2 separate regions of the Mus musculus genome follow, and region 1 is linked to region 2. A link is a contact called in public promoter capture Hi-C data. All regions are on one chromosome and are shown on one strand. The core of a region is the stretch at or near the end of the contact, and the rest is flanking DNA. Distances in the headings are between cores, read along the strand shown.

Region 1 (6,458 bases), core at 2,767-5,266, 310 kb after region 2:
GACATCTGCATGGTATCATCATAAAAACACAACTTAAAACACCAAGGCTAGATCAATTCACTTCGGTCTCTGTATTGATAAGGAAGAGAAATGAGGACAGAACTCCAGAGCCACTGCTGTTATTGGAGTTCATTGAACAAACAAGAATCAAAACCAGTGTTGGAGAAAGCAGTTAATCCAGGAGATCATAGATCTTAAAAGCTAACTGTTGGGTGGCCAGTACCAACTTCCTAATTGATGAAAGGTCTAGTAGATGATAACTAAGGATTAGATAACAGATTTGACAATCAGTCACCAAATCTGAGTTGAGCAGAACCTCCACATGGTAAATAAAGCTTTCCACAAGCTCTCAGTATTGTGAGATGAAATAAGCTTGAAACTCTTTCAAAGCACTTACAGTAGAAGGACATTTTTGAAATCATATCAGCTACTTGTTTTCACATGTAAGGCAAGCATGGATGACTTTTAAACAGACCCCAAAGTGTCTTTGTCACCTAAAGACAGAATTACTACATACACATTGTATGAAAGTGACATAGAAGACTAGCTAAAGAATTTTGGAGGCTAGTGAGATGGCTCAGTGGTTAACATGCTTGCATAGCTAGATCTCCAGAAGCCCACATATAGATGTCCAGTTGGCATGTTAATTGCTTATAATTCTAGACTTGGGAAATGGGAACAGAATCCTCAGAAACAATCTGGCTAACAAGACTAGCCACATCAGTGAATTCTGGTTTTGACTGAGAGACTCTGCTTCAATGAATAAGGTAAAAGAGCAATGTAGTATGGTTTCGACATCAACCTCAGGCCTCCAAATGCATATTCATCCACATGCATTCATACCCACGCATATATGCACCCCCCACATGCAAAATCATTGCTGTGCATTCATGCATACATGAGTGCGTGCGCACACACACTCACTCTCTCACACACACACACACACTAAAACTGAGGATATTCAGAGAATACTTGATATGATGAAATCTATTTCAGGGAAAGTCATACTGTTGTCACAAAGCAAAGCTCATTCTGTAGATTGGTTGTAATGGAAAAAGTACAATAGCTAAATAAAAAGAAAATGAAATCTCATTGCAATAATAGCTACCATTTGTTAAAGAAATTGTGAGTTTTGAGATGTATCATTTTTCTATTGCTATGTAATTGGGTGACAAATTAGTTTTAATCTTTTAAAATTAGCAAGTGTAGAAATAAAATGTTGCTGCAATAACTCTTCAATATTAACTATTTTTTATTTAATGGAAAAACATTAGTGACCAGCTTTTTAATGTTGGCATTGATGATTTCAATTGTCTTCAGTCTCCATTAGTTTTTGCAAAGGAAAATTAAAAGGAACTAGAGTGATGTCTACATCAGAAATCTTTGCATCTCATTCATAATATACTCTACCCACAGTATTCAGCCACCTTCAACTCTCTCTGCTCACACTACTATAAGTCTAATGTACATTTGTATAAATTGTTCTTTAAAAATAAAACTGAAGTGATATATAGCTATAGTCTTCTTACTATGGCTTTATTGCCCTCAGCATCTTCTTGGTGTAAACTACTGGGCATGGGAACAAGATTTCCTTTGTAACCGATACCTAAATTTCTATTCTGCTTTAAGCATTTAATTTGCACAGTAAGACCTGTAATTTAAGACTTGTAGCTGTATCACAAAGTACAGCTGTTTATAGTGATCTCTAATTTGCTGAGTAGTACTGGCTATAATTTTTTTTTCATGTTTTAAACTACCATGCAAGTCATTATACATCAGAAGCTTTTGTATATTGACAGGGACTGGGAAAAGGATGCCTTGTTTTGATTTCAGATAAGCATTCACTTTTCAGGTCAGCAGGTGCAAGGCAGCCCATTCATAATACTTGCTTCAAATCAATAATAGTCACTGGATGGAAATATCTTGCTGGTACACAGGAACTTGACTTATCTCTACAAGCACAATGAACTTTTAAAAACCTTTGTTATTAGCAAAGATTAAAGGTGAGTGAGACTTTCTTTGGAACAAAATATATTCTGTTGACATAAGTTTTGGTCAGTTTATTGGTGCGAATGTTTACTAAATCTAGGAGAACACTTTATTTACTGACATAGGGTGGAATTAAGCTCAGTGGAAAATCTGCTGTGGCAAACACATGTTCCATTCAAAAGATACTTGATAAGGAGTGTGACTCTTTCCTTTGTATTAGGTTTCATTTATTTTGAAATCTCAAAGTCTCAAAATAACTACAAAATGAAAGTTGACTCTAGTTTGTCCTGTTTGATACAACTAGGAAAATCTCACCCAAAACTAATGCTAGACAACTATATATGCAATAATTAGAAGAAATTGCCTGGGCTTCTCTATTATAAACTTTTACATATAAGTATTTACTTTAGTTAACTTCAGGAAGAAAGCCAGCACACCAATTTAAAGTAAAGGACTAAATTTCAGTTTTACAACAGAAGTGAGGCTATTAATTAAAACTCCTTTAAGGTTGAGAGACTACAGTAAGTCTCTAATAAAATTTAAGGGATTAGTAACCCGAAGGGAAAAGTAAGTAAGTAAGTAAATAAATAAATAAATAAATAAGGCAATGGTAACTCCATCTGCAAAAAAAAAAAAAAAAAACATTTGGCCTCTATGGTAAATTTAATCCTTAGATTGTTATTATTACTTATTCTGTTTCATGAGTCACCAAGAATACAATGCTAACATGTTAAAGTGCCAAGCCCCCTCTCATGCACTGTCTGACTAGAAATGACTTGGGAAAGGTAGGCATCTATATCTGTTTTACAGATGAAGACAATAAAAGTTTATAGAGAGGTGACCTCTTGGTAACAGAGACCAAACTTAGGGGACAGATCATTTAGCCACAATAATTTAACAATCCCACCCCTCCGCAGGGCAGTGGCTTAAACCATGAATGGATATTCCTCAAGGGCATTAATTCATTCAAGCTGAATGTTATGGCAGAAGAAACTTGTTCTTTCTTAGACCAATAAATGAAAGACTCTTTCCTTTTATAAACCATCTTAGCCACAGGCTCTTAGTGGATGATGCTCCACCCCTAAGGTGAAAAGTTGGGGAATACAGACTATATAGTGATATCCTCAGGAAATACTGGAACCCCCAAACTGCATTCTGTAAGTACAACAGACTCTTTCCCAAACTTCAACTCAAATAAACTTTTCCCAGCACTGTGGACTATTGCTGTCACTTAGGGGTGAAAATGCCTGATACCTGGCTTCTTTATGGAGAACTTTGTTACACACCTGCCCTCCTGAAGTCTCAGCAGGACTGACCAGGACTGACATCTTCCACTTACCTGTCAGGGATGCCCAGGCCATAAGCTCTCAATACCAGCCCAAGACTTTGGGAGAAGGGAAGAAAACAAAGTAAAATAACTTACCACTTTGGCCCAGTCCGAGAACAAGTGAAAATACCCAGGCTGCCCCAAGAACCAAGGCTGGACCTCGCTGGCAGTTGTGCAGAGAGAGCAGTGCAGCAGTCAGAAAAGCCAGGGCCGAGCCGCACATAATGCAAAGCAGCCCGCCCGGTGCCTACTGCCTAGTTGCTTTCCTGATGCGCTCTCCCGACTTGAGAGCGCACCTTGAGGCCCGTGGGCTGCGAGTCCCTAGGACCTTTTCGACAGGCCGGGTTGGCCGACCCAGTTGCTCTCAGTAGGCGATACAGGTATTCGGTCCAGGGCAGCTCTCTGCATCTCAGGGCCCTTAAGGCCCTCCCAGCTCCGCACGGCGGGGCTTGCAGTCTCAACAAAAAGCACCTCCTTGGACAGCCGATGGCCCGCGGGGGCGAAGCAAGTACGGGCTCCACAGTCCGCTCCCAGACAAAGAAAAGAGCTTTTGTTTCTCCCCAGCCGATGGGGCTCTGCTGCATAAATCAGCTTAGCGAAGAGCCAAACACAATCAAACCCAAACAAAGCCTGAGGCTGGGGGGAAAACCACCCTAATGTAATTCACAGGGTGATGCTGCTTTAGTGGGAGGGGACGGCTAGAAGGCCAAGGGGGTGGGGGAGTTGCTGGCGCATCAGTCGGTGCTAGCTTCTTCCACAGGTGGGCAGGGAGGCCAACTCCACTTAGTCGCAGCTAGCAGAGGTTCAGGCGGCAGCGTTCCGATTGGCGGGAGAGGAGACACGGGTGCCAGCAGCTTGGGGAAGCAGCTCCGCGAGCTCCCTAGAAGCTCCTGTCTGCACTCGCGGGCAACCAACAAGGCATCCCAGTTGCTTACTGGGCTAGAAGGGGATGTTCCATGCACCTCGCTGGGAGGGAGCTGCGTACCCTTGTCCTTTCTCGGACTCTGTCGGCTCAGGCGTCTGGCCACCCAGAACCCTGGCAGCTGATGCGTTCTGGGATGAGAGGGAAGAGAGGCAGGCGATGGGCAGGGATGGGGTGATCTAGTTCTGTGGTCCCCCGTGGGGGCTCCCAGCTTTCGGGTGGCTGGGCGTGCTCCGAGCTGAGAGTTGCTAGGAAACCTCCCCACGCTACAGTGCTCCTTGCTTGGGTCGCCAGCAAGCGCAGTGGCGGCCCAGGACAGCAGCAGCAGCAGAAGCAGCAAACAGCTCCAGCTCGGAGTAGCGTGGGCGGGACATTGGTGAGGCATGAAGTCACCGCGGCCCACACTCGCTCTTTGTTTTGCTCACTCCAGCTCTTTTTTCTCCCCCCTCGAATCTAATAGTTGCCATTCCCATCGTTCTCAAGAATTCCTGGTGCGTAGTGGCGCAACAGGAATCGCATGCTGAGTTCTCTTTTCTCTCACCCCCTCGCCCCCCAATTCTGAGTTCCAACGCTTCCATAACGGTATAGGTGGAAAACTTCTCGCAGCTCGAGTGGCAGCATGAACCCCAACATTTCATCCTCTTGCCGCGTGCTCCTTTGTTCAGGAATCCTTACTGGCCCGCAGCTGCTGAATACAAAGTAGATTTCGGGGGCCTCTCCCCTCCCCCAACACTGCTCTCAGAGTATTCACTGCCCGCTTTCCTTGCAGCCTTAAGACCTTGCCCTGTGTCTGATCCCAAATCTGTCTGAGGTCTTCCCAGACTTTGGAGATTTAGACAAGATGTATTCTACTGTCAGATATATTTCGTTGTTCCTTTTGTAGACCCTCAGCCCTGAAAGGGGCAGCCTAGCTTTTTCCCAGGGTCTGTTTGTGGTTCTTTGGCCTTTTGTTGGTTACAATGGATCTTTTGACCTTAAACGCCACCTTCTCAGTAAAAGGAAACAAGAAGTTGCAGATGGCAGCAGAAGAGTGAATGAATACAAGCTTGCAATTCAGTTTTGCAGTTTTGGGTGAGGCTAAAGCGTTGCTAAACTGGACAGCCAAGGAAGTAGTAGCATTGCCTCTCCAGGTCTTGTCAGCGCCCTCGACACCTTAAGGAGAAGGAAGAAACACAGTTCTCTAGGTTTGGGAAAGAGCTCCTTTTCTAATTTGATACTGGAGACCTTGGCTCCTAGTTTCCCCTAGAGCCCAATAATTTTCATTGTATTGAAGTTCAGTTCGACTTTTTTTTACTAGTGGCTTACACAACACCACTTTTTTCAGGCATCAGACCCAGTCCAGCCAGGTCAAGGTGAACTATAGGGGATTTTTTTCTCCTTAATTGTTTCCGGCTTCTTATTTGGAGTAAAGAAAACAAGTAGGAGGTCCCACCAACCCTCCTCTTTAAAAAACTTCTTTCTGTTTTCTAATTGTTGACAGTGAATGGAAAGTACCTGGTTAATAAACCACAACATCAAAAACTCCCCTTTCTTCAGGTGTGGACTGTACATTGGACTAACAGTAAAGCCAGGAACCTAGTTAGTAAAGTGCCCTAGATCTGTTAAGGAGGATCATTTGTGAAGCTAAGGGGGCAATCCATACTTCAACGACTGATGTCAGTCAACACAACTCCAAGCCACTGTACTTCATTTTCAAATTTTCATTCTTTGGTTTTTCAAATTTCTTCCTGGATATCTTCATTGAGATGTAGCTACTGTAAAGTAGCTGAGATAGGTTGGAACAAAAACATAGCATAGTGAAGATATGGTTAGAGCCACTTCAGCTGGGAAGTGTGTTTATTTTCTTGAAATTATGTGACAAACCTAGGCAATGCAGCAACCCTTGAGGCATTGCAAAGCTCTGACAAAGATAACAAGTTAATCTCAATAGCATCCAGTCTGCCTTGTGAAATTACTGATACATTAATGTTTCAGTCAACCTGCTTTTACATCAGAAATGACAGTTACAATACTAAATGAGACAGAAGCTTATACAATAAGAATGGATGAAATTTTGTGAAACTGCTAAAGTATATAATTTTATATTGTTAGGTGTTCATATACTTTACATCTGAACTCAAACCTACTGTGTGAAAAGATAAAACAATGAAATAAATTTGTTTCGGAAAGGTTGAAAGTCATTCAAAAGACAGCCATTTCTGGCCACGAAATACATGCCAG
Region 2 (6,469 bases), core at 2,067-4,566:
ATGGTGTCGATAAGGTTCTAGCCTTTTTTATTTCTCAATACTTTATTCAGTCCCCAAAGGTAAAAGTTCCTTCTCTGTCTTCTTAGGTAGCTCAACATATTCCAGAGACAGAGTTGGATGTGGCCATGAGAGACTCCATTCCTCACAGCCCTGGCATTTGTGTGAGAATCAGCACTTCTTTACACTGACTGATTCGGTAATTTATTTAGTCACCATTAGCATAAACTCCGGCCTACAAAGTTCTGAACAAGTTTTCTTTTAAAGACAATGTTGTAAGTGTTAACTAGAAACATTAAGAATTAGTATTTTTTTTCTTTTTGTGTACATGTGTACATGTTAATGTGTGTGCATGCCGTGTGTATAGAAAACAGTGTTTGGGTATGTACGCACATGTGCATAGGAACCAGTGTTTGGGTATATGCACATGTGTGTGCATAGGGACCTGTACTTGGGATGTTCACATGTGTGCATAGGAATCAGTGTTTGGGTATGTGCACATATGTGCATAGGGACCAGTGTTTGGGTATGTGCACATGTGTGTGTATAGGGACCAGTGTTTGGGATGTTCATATGTGTGCATAGGGACCAGTGTTTGGGATGTTCATATGCGTGCATAGGGAACAGTGTTTGGGATGTGCACACACATGTGCATAGGGACCAGTGGTTGGGTCGCTTCCTGGATCAATTTCCTCCTTAATTTTTGAGATAGGATCTCTTAGGGAACCTGGAGTGCACCCATTCATCCACCCTTGCTGACCAGCCAGCCTCAGAGATCCAGTTCTCTGGCACTGGGATTGCAGATGTGCAACTCACAAGTTTTATGTAGGTGCTGGGGATACAGCACTTCTCGATGTCACAGCAAGCTCTGAAACACTGAGCCATCTTCCCAGCCCCTTCTGCATGGTTTTCCCCCACAGTCTGCACTTACACAGCCGTCCTCTGGGTCATACAGCCTCTGCAGAAGCTGCACTGTCGTACTCTTGCCACTGCCACTGGGACCAACCAAGGCTACTGTCTCTCCAGCCTTAATCTTCAGATTGAGACCTTTCAGAACCTGTTAGATGCACAGGAATGACACAGTTAGGAATGACAGACAGTTATATAATACAGTCAGAAAATTAATCTGTAATTATAAACAGAAAAATTCTTAGGTGGCACATGAAAACAATTTAGATCTTATATTTATTTGTATAATACCCCATTTATACCTATAGTAATACACAGTTTGGGAGTACAGTATTTAAACATTTCTTTATACATAGAAGAGATCTAATTTAGGAGTTATCTAGGCACAGAAAACTCTTCCCATATTTTTAATAGCATATTTTAATTGTACAAAATTATAATGGGTTTCTTTATGACATTACCATAAGTATGGTATGTATATCTTGATCACATTCATCCTTCATTGCTTTCTCTTTCCCTCTTTCCTCTCTCTTCCTTCTCCCTTCCTTGTTCCATGTGCACACTGTATGTGCACATGATGTGTGTTTGCATGTGTGCAGGTATACATGTATGTATGTGTACATACACATAGAGGCTCCATGTTCACAACAGGAGTTTTCCTCAATTGCTTTCCACCTTATATATTGAGGCAAGGTTTCTCTCTGAGCCTAGTTTTCAGTGAGTCTGGGTTGGTTAGCATTTTGGGGGGATTCTATCTCTGCCTCCCATATTCTGGGATTATGAGTGGGCTGCCATAACTACCAGGTTTTAAGTGAGTGCTGGAGATCTGGACCCTCGGCCTCATGTTTGAGTAGTGGGTACCTTACTTGCTCACTACCAAGCAAATCATCTACCAAGCCTGCAAACTTCACATTTTTAACTGAAATACCTTACACGAATCTTAAAACAACCAAATTAATGTTTTATTTTTTAATTTGTAGCAAGTGGAATCTTGACAAATAATTGAGTTACTTAGGAAAGTTCCCCTTTAGAATAGGTCTAATATTTTTACAAGGTACATTCCAAATAGTGAGTTGGGAGTGGAAAGCCAAGTCTTGAAAGCTAAGCTGTTCTTGACTTTCACCTGTGCAAAGTGGCATGTCCCCTTCTCTCCCAAACAGATACACAAATTAGTTAAAGGCAATTGTTTACCCAGGTATGCTAGCCAGGAGTTTGCTTGGGGTACTAGTGAAAACCCAGCTTCAAAATAAAGAAACAAATAAGAATTGTTTAGAACCCAGAGAGCGTGGCCCGGGGCATTATTGGCATAACTGGTGCTCAGGGTCCCAGAACCCAGCTTAAATGTATATCCAAAATGCAGTCTAAAATGCTGTGTTAGGAGAAAAGGCAAAAACCCAGACAACGATGGTGACAAACAAGTCATAAAGCAAAAGACTCTGAGGAGAGAATTTCAGTAAAAAACGCCAGTCAGAGAAAAACAGAGAAAGAAGTGGGTGCATTATTTTTAATGCAAATTCTATACGGCACATTAGAAGTTGATAGCATTAGCAATCTCATTTGTTTCACATAAAATTTTGTCCCCACTTCTTATATCCTAATTACGTATTTTGTTAGTAGCTGCCTTTTGTAATCCTTAACAATTCTCCTTTTGAGGGTGGGTAGCAGAGGAAGCAAATGCATTAATTAAATATAAATACAAATATAAGGACAATTTAATAGGAACAGCAGACATATTTTCCCAAGAATTATTTGTTTTTAAAAGATTAGTATGTTGAGTGCACTCCAAGAGAGCATGGGCTGGGCATTAACAATTAAAGGCCGAGTGATTCGAATGGGACAGACTGTGTTTTGATAAATGTGTGTCTGTGCACGGGCACAGGTATGTACGTGTGCCTGTGTGTGTGAATGAGAGTGTGGAAAGTGAGAGGAAGGGTATCTAAGATACAATTGCACATGCAGTAGAAGTCCTAAAGGTAGGAGAGGGAAGGCTTAACAGGAACTCATCTGAAGGTTGGAAACTCCCATATTCAAATAAATTAAATACAGCTGGATAATATCCCGGCATCACCAGTAGGTGGCAGCATTAATCCAAGACATTTTAGTGTGCTTAGAAAAGGAGCATGGAGGAAACATTGGCAGTTAAAAATGACTATCGGTCCAATACAGGAGAGAGGAAGGAAAATATAAATCACGGTTGCAGATAACACGTGTTATAAGGTATGCTCTTGTATTCTCAATTGTTAATTGCTGGGTTGGCAGCGCCAGGCTAGCAGGATCTGTAAATATTTGTTGCTTTCTCACCCAACCCAAGAGAAAAAGCAAGCTGTGAAAGGGAAGGTCACACATACTATTCCCCGCCCCCACCGCCCCCTCCCAGGCCAACTGGACGAAAAGGAGGGGGATTTTAGCATAATAAAGAGCTTGCGGTTGGATCTGGGGCAGAAGGGCTGGCAGGAGGATTGGCAGGAGGACTGGTTGGAGGACTGGTTGGAGGACAGGGAGAGAGAAAGAAAGGTAGCAAGGCCCTGAGGTAGAGCTGAGAAAGAGTCAAATGACTGGAGATGTCAGTTTAAATTATGGGCTAGCTGTGAGACTGCCCAGCAAACAGGCTAACAGCCTTATGCTATACAGATGTCTCCACAGCTTTATTATTAAACCACAAGCCCCGCAATATCCAGATATATTTGCTCACTGCTTGTCAGATATTGGCCTACTTGCTTCTTTAAGGAAGTAGACAAAATCTGGGTCAAAATCATCCGAAAGAAGGGACTGGGCAAGTACTTGGCATGCAAGTCTGAGGATTGCAGTTTAACTCCAGAGCATTCATAGGGATTCTGGAAGGGGTGGAGGCAGCTATCTGTAATCCCAGTGTGGGAAACAGCAACAGGAGATCCCTTAGCAAACTGGCTAGCAAACTAACCAAACTGTAGAGCTTCCAGTTCATGTGAGAGACACTTCCTTAATATGTAAGGTGGAGGCTGATCACAGAGGACACCAAATGTTGATCTCTGGCCTCCACAGGTACATGCACACATGTATATGCACACTCCCACAGGTTAACGAGCATATAGTCACATATCACACATACATAAATAAAAGAATCTTTAAAAAAAGTTCCCACAACAGAAGATTCTGGCCTGAAGACAATGTCAGAAAATGGAAGAATGAAACTGAATTTAACATACCTTGGCAGAAGGTCTTGATGGATAGCTGAAAGAAACATTTTTAAATTCTATGTTTCCTTCTATACATTCAGGTACAAATCCAGCTGTTGAAAAGTTATCTATATTGGGTTTCTTGGAAAAACAAAGAGATTGTTATACATCTTTAAAGGGTTAAGCTTCTATCCCAGAATAGTTTAGAGATGGACCCTAAAGTTCTTTTAAAATCTCCTTCCTGTTTTAGAAGTACATGAAACTAGACATGAAATTTTGTCTTTGTTTCTTTCTCTTTCTTCCTTTCTTTTTTTTCTTTCTTTGTTTATTTTGTTTTATTGCTTTTTGTTTTCTTTGAGACATGGTTTTTCTGTGTAGCCCTGGCTGGAACTTGTTCTGAAGACCAGGCTAGCCTCAAACTCACAGAAATCCACTTGCTTCTGCCTCTTGAGTGCTGGGATTAAAGGTGTATGCCACTACCACTAGACAGACATGAAGTTTTCAATAAAAAATCATTCCCCCACAAAAGTTAACCACAATCTTTCACTCTATAACCAAATAACCAATGTGTAGGTTTTACCCACCCTGTGGTTTTCCGGAGTTGAATGTTCCTATCTTTCAGGTTCCTTCTTAGAGTAAGGACAGATATCTTTCAATGCAGTGAGAGCTCCTACCTTATCAATAACCTGGAAAATATTAAAGGCAGCTCCTCTGGCTACTGTGAAGGTTTCCAGGTGAGGGGCTACAGATCCAATGCAGTAACTACTATGGATCACACTGAAGAAAACCTACAGGGACAAAGTAAACAATAGTCACCTTGTAGTGAAGTAAGAAAGACAATGGGATTGGGAGGTGTGTTTGGCCTGTGCTCATGGACTATGAGAGGACTTACATAAGAATATGGAAGACAACCACTCTGGAAGTCAGTCTGGCGGTTTCTTAGAAAATTGGACATAGTACTACCGGAAGATCCAGCAATACCTCTCCTGGGCATATATCCAGAAGATGTTCCAACTGGTAATAAGAACACATGCTCCACTATGTTCATAGCAGCCCTATTTATAATAGCCAGAACCTAGAAAGAACCCAGATGCCCCTCAACAGAGGAATGGATACAGAAAATGTGGTACATTTACACAATGGAGTACTACTCAGCTATTAAAGAATGAATTTATAAAATTCTTGGGCAAATGGATGTATCTGGAGGATATCATCCTTAGTGAGGTAACCCAATCACAAAAGAAGTCGTTAGATATGCACTCACTGATAAGTGGATATTAGCCCAGAAACATAGAGTACCGAAGATACAATTCGCAAAACACAAGAAAATTAAGAAGAGAGAAGACCAACGTGTGGATACTTCATTCCTCCTTAGAATAGGGAACAAAATACCCATAAAAGGAGTTACAGAGACGAAGTTTAGAGCTAAAACGAAAGGATGGACTATCCAGAGACTACCCCACCTGGGGATCCATCCCATAATCAGCCACCAAACCCAGACACTATTGCATATGCCAGCAAGATTTTGCTGAAGGGCCCCTGATATAGCTGTCTCGTGTGAGGCTATGCCAGTGCCTGGCAAATATAGAAGTGGATGCTCACAGTCATCTATAGGATGAAACACAGGGCCCCCAATGGAGGAGCTAGAGAAAGCACCCAAGGAGCTGAAGGGGTCTGCAACCCTTTAGGTGGAACAACATTATGAACTAACCAGTACCCCAGAGCTCGTGTCTCTAGCTGCATATGTAGCAGAAGATGGCCTAGTTGGCCATCATTGGGAAGAGAGGCCCCTTGGTTTTGCAAACTTTATATGCCCCAGTACAGGGGAATGCCAGGGCCAGGAAGTGGGAGTGAGTGGGTAGGGGAGCAGGGCGGGGGGGAGGGTATAGGGGACTTTTGGGATAGCATTTGAAATGTAAATAAAGAAAATATCTAATAAAAAGAATCAAAACAAAACAAAACAAAACAACAAGATGGAAGACAGGATGAAGACTGTAAGGGAAACACAGGCTGCCCCAGCAGTCTTGGCCTATTCTCAGGATGACACTCCAATTCGCGAGTTTGTGTCTCTCCAGCTGCAGCAACATTTGAGTTGTCTGAACCATGCTGGCCCACAGGAAGCGGCCCACAAGCTGAGTGTGCTCCTATGGACCCTTTCCCTCTACTATGGACAACACTGGGAGATTTAGCAGGAGAGTAATTGAAGTGATAGTACAGAGACATTGTATTGCTTCCATCCTGCTTTTAAAACTTCTCTGTTACCCACTGTCCTTATTTAGGCAAATGCCTCTGCAGGAAAAGGTCAAATAAGGAATGAATTCTACAATGGCATGCACTCTTCTCTGTCCTTCAATATGTGGGAACTAAAGAGTAAAAATATCAGGTCCTAGTTCTTCATATGAGATGAA

Evidence for each region. Promoter capture Hi-C pulls out the DNA fragments that hold promoters and counts their contacts.
Region 1: a contact with region 2 is called in a promoter capture Hi-C map of embryonic stem cells, with 4 times the contacts expected there. The contact joins the promoter of Itgb8 here to the enhancer-like site in region 2. A contact is called at or near these places in 12 of 39 promoter capture datasets (HPC-7-derived erythroid cells, cranial neural crest, embryonic stem cells and 6 more), 9 of 484 Hi-C or Micro-C datasets (bone marrow-derived dendritic cells, bone marrow-derived macrophages, cortical neurons and 2 more), 6 of 115 datasets of contacts at active chromatin or transcription factors (astrocytes, cardiomyocytes, embryonic stem cells and 1 more) and 1 of 9 other capture datasets (embryonic stem cells).

What each region holds. Positions count from the first base shown.
Region 1 is chr12:119,234,260-119,240,717 of GRCm38.p6, forward strand. It overlaps Itgb8 (integrin beta 8), which reads right to left and starts at 4,017. Exons shown (of 14, transcript NM_177290.3): 1 at 3,413-4,017. The coding sequence starts at 3,539.
Region 2 is chr12:118,927,760-118,934,228 of GRCm38.p6, forward strand. Abcb5 (ATP-binding cassette, sub-family B (MDR/TAP), member 5) reads right to left here. Exons shown (of 28, transcript NM_029961.2): 10 at 4,736-4,849; 11 at 4,092-4,202; 12 at 929-1,054. Among named protein-coding and RNA genes, the nearest start is that of Abcb5, 35 kb to the right of the region's middle. Within about 2 kb of position 3,317, at least 33 of the 459 cell types and tissues checked have an H3K27ac peak or open chromatin away from gene starts, as enhancers often do. A contact at or near this core is called in embryonic stem cells and stem cell-derived neural progenitor cells, where this site is marked.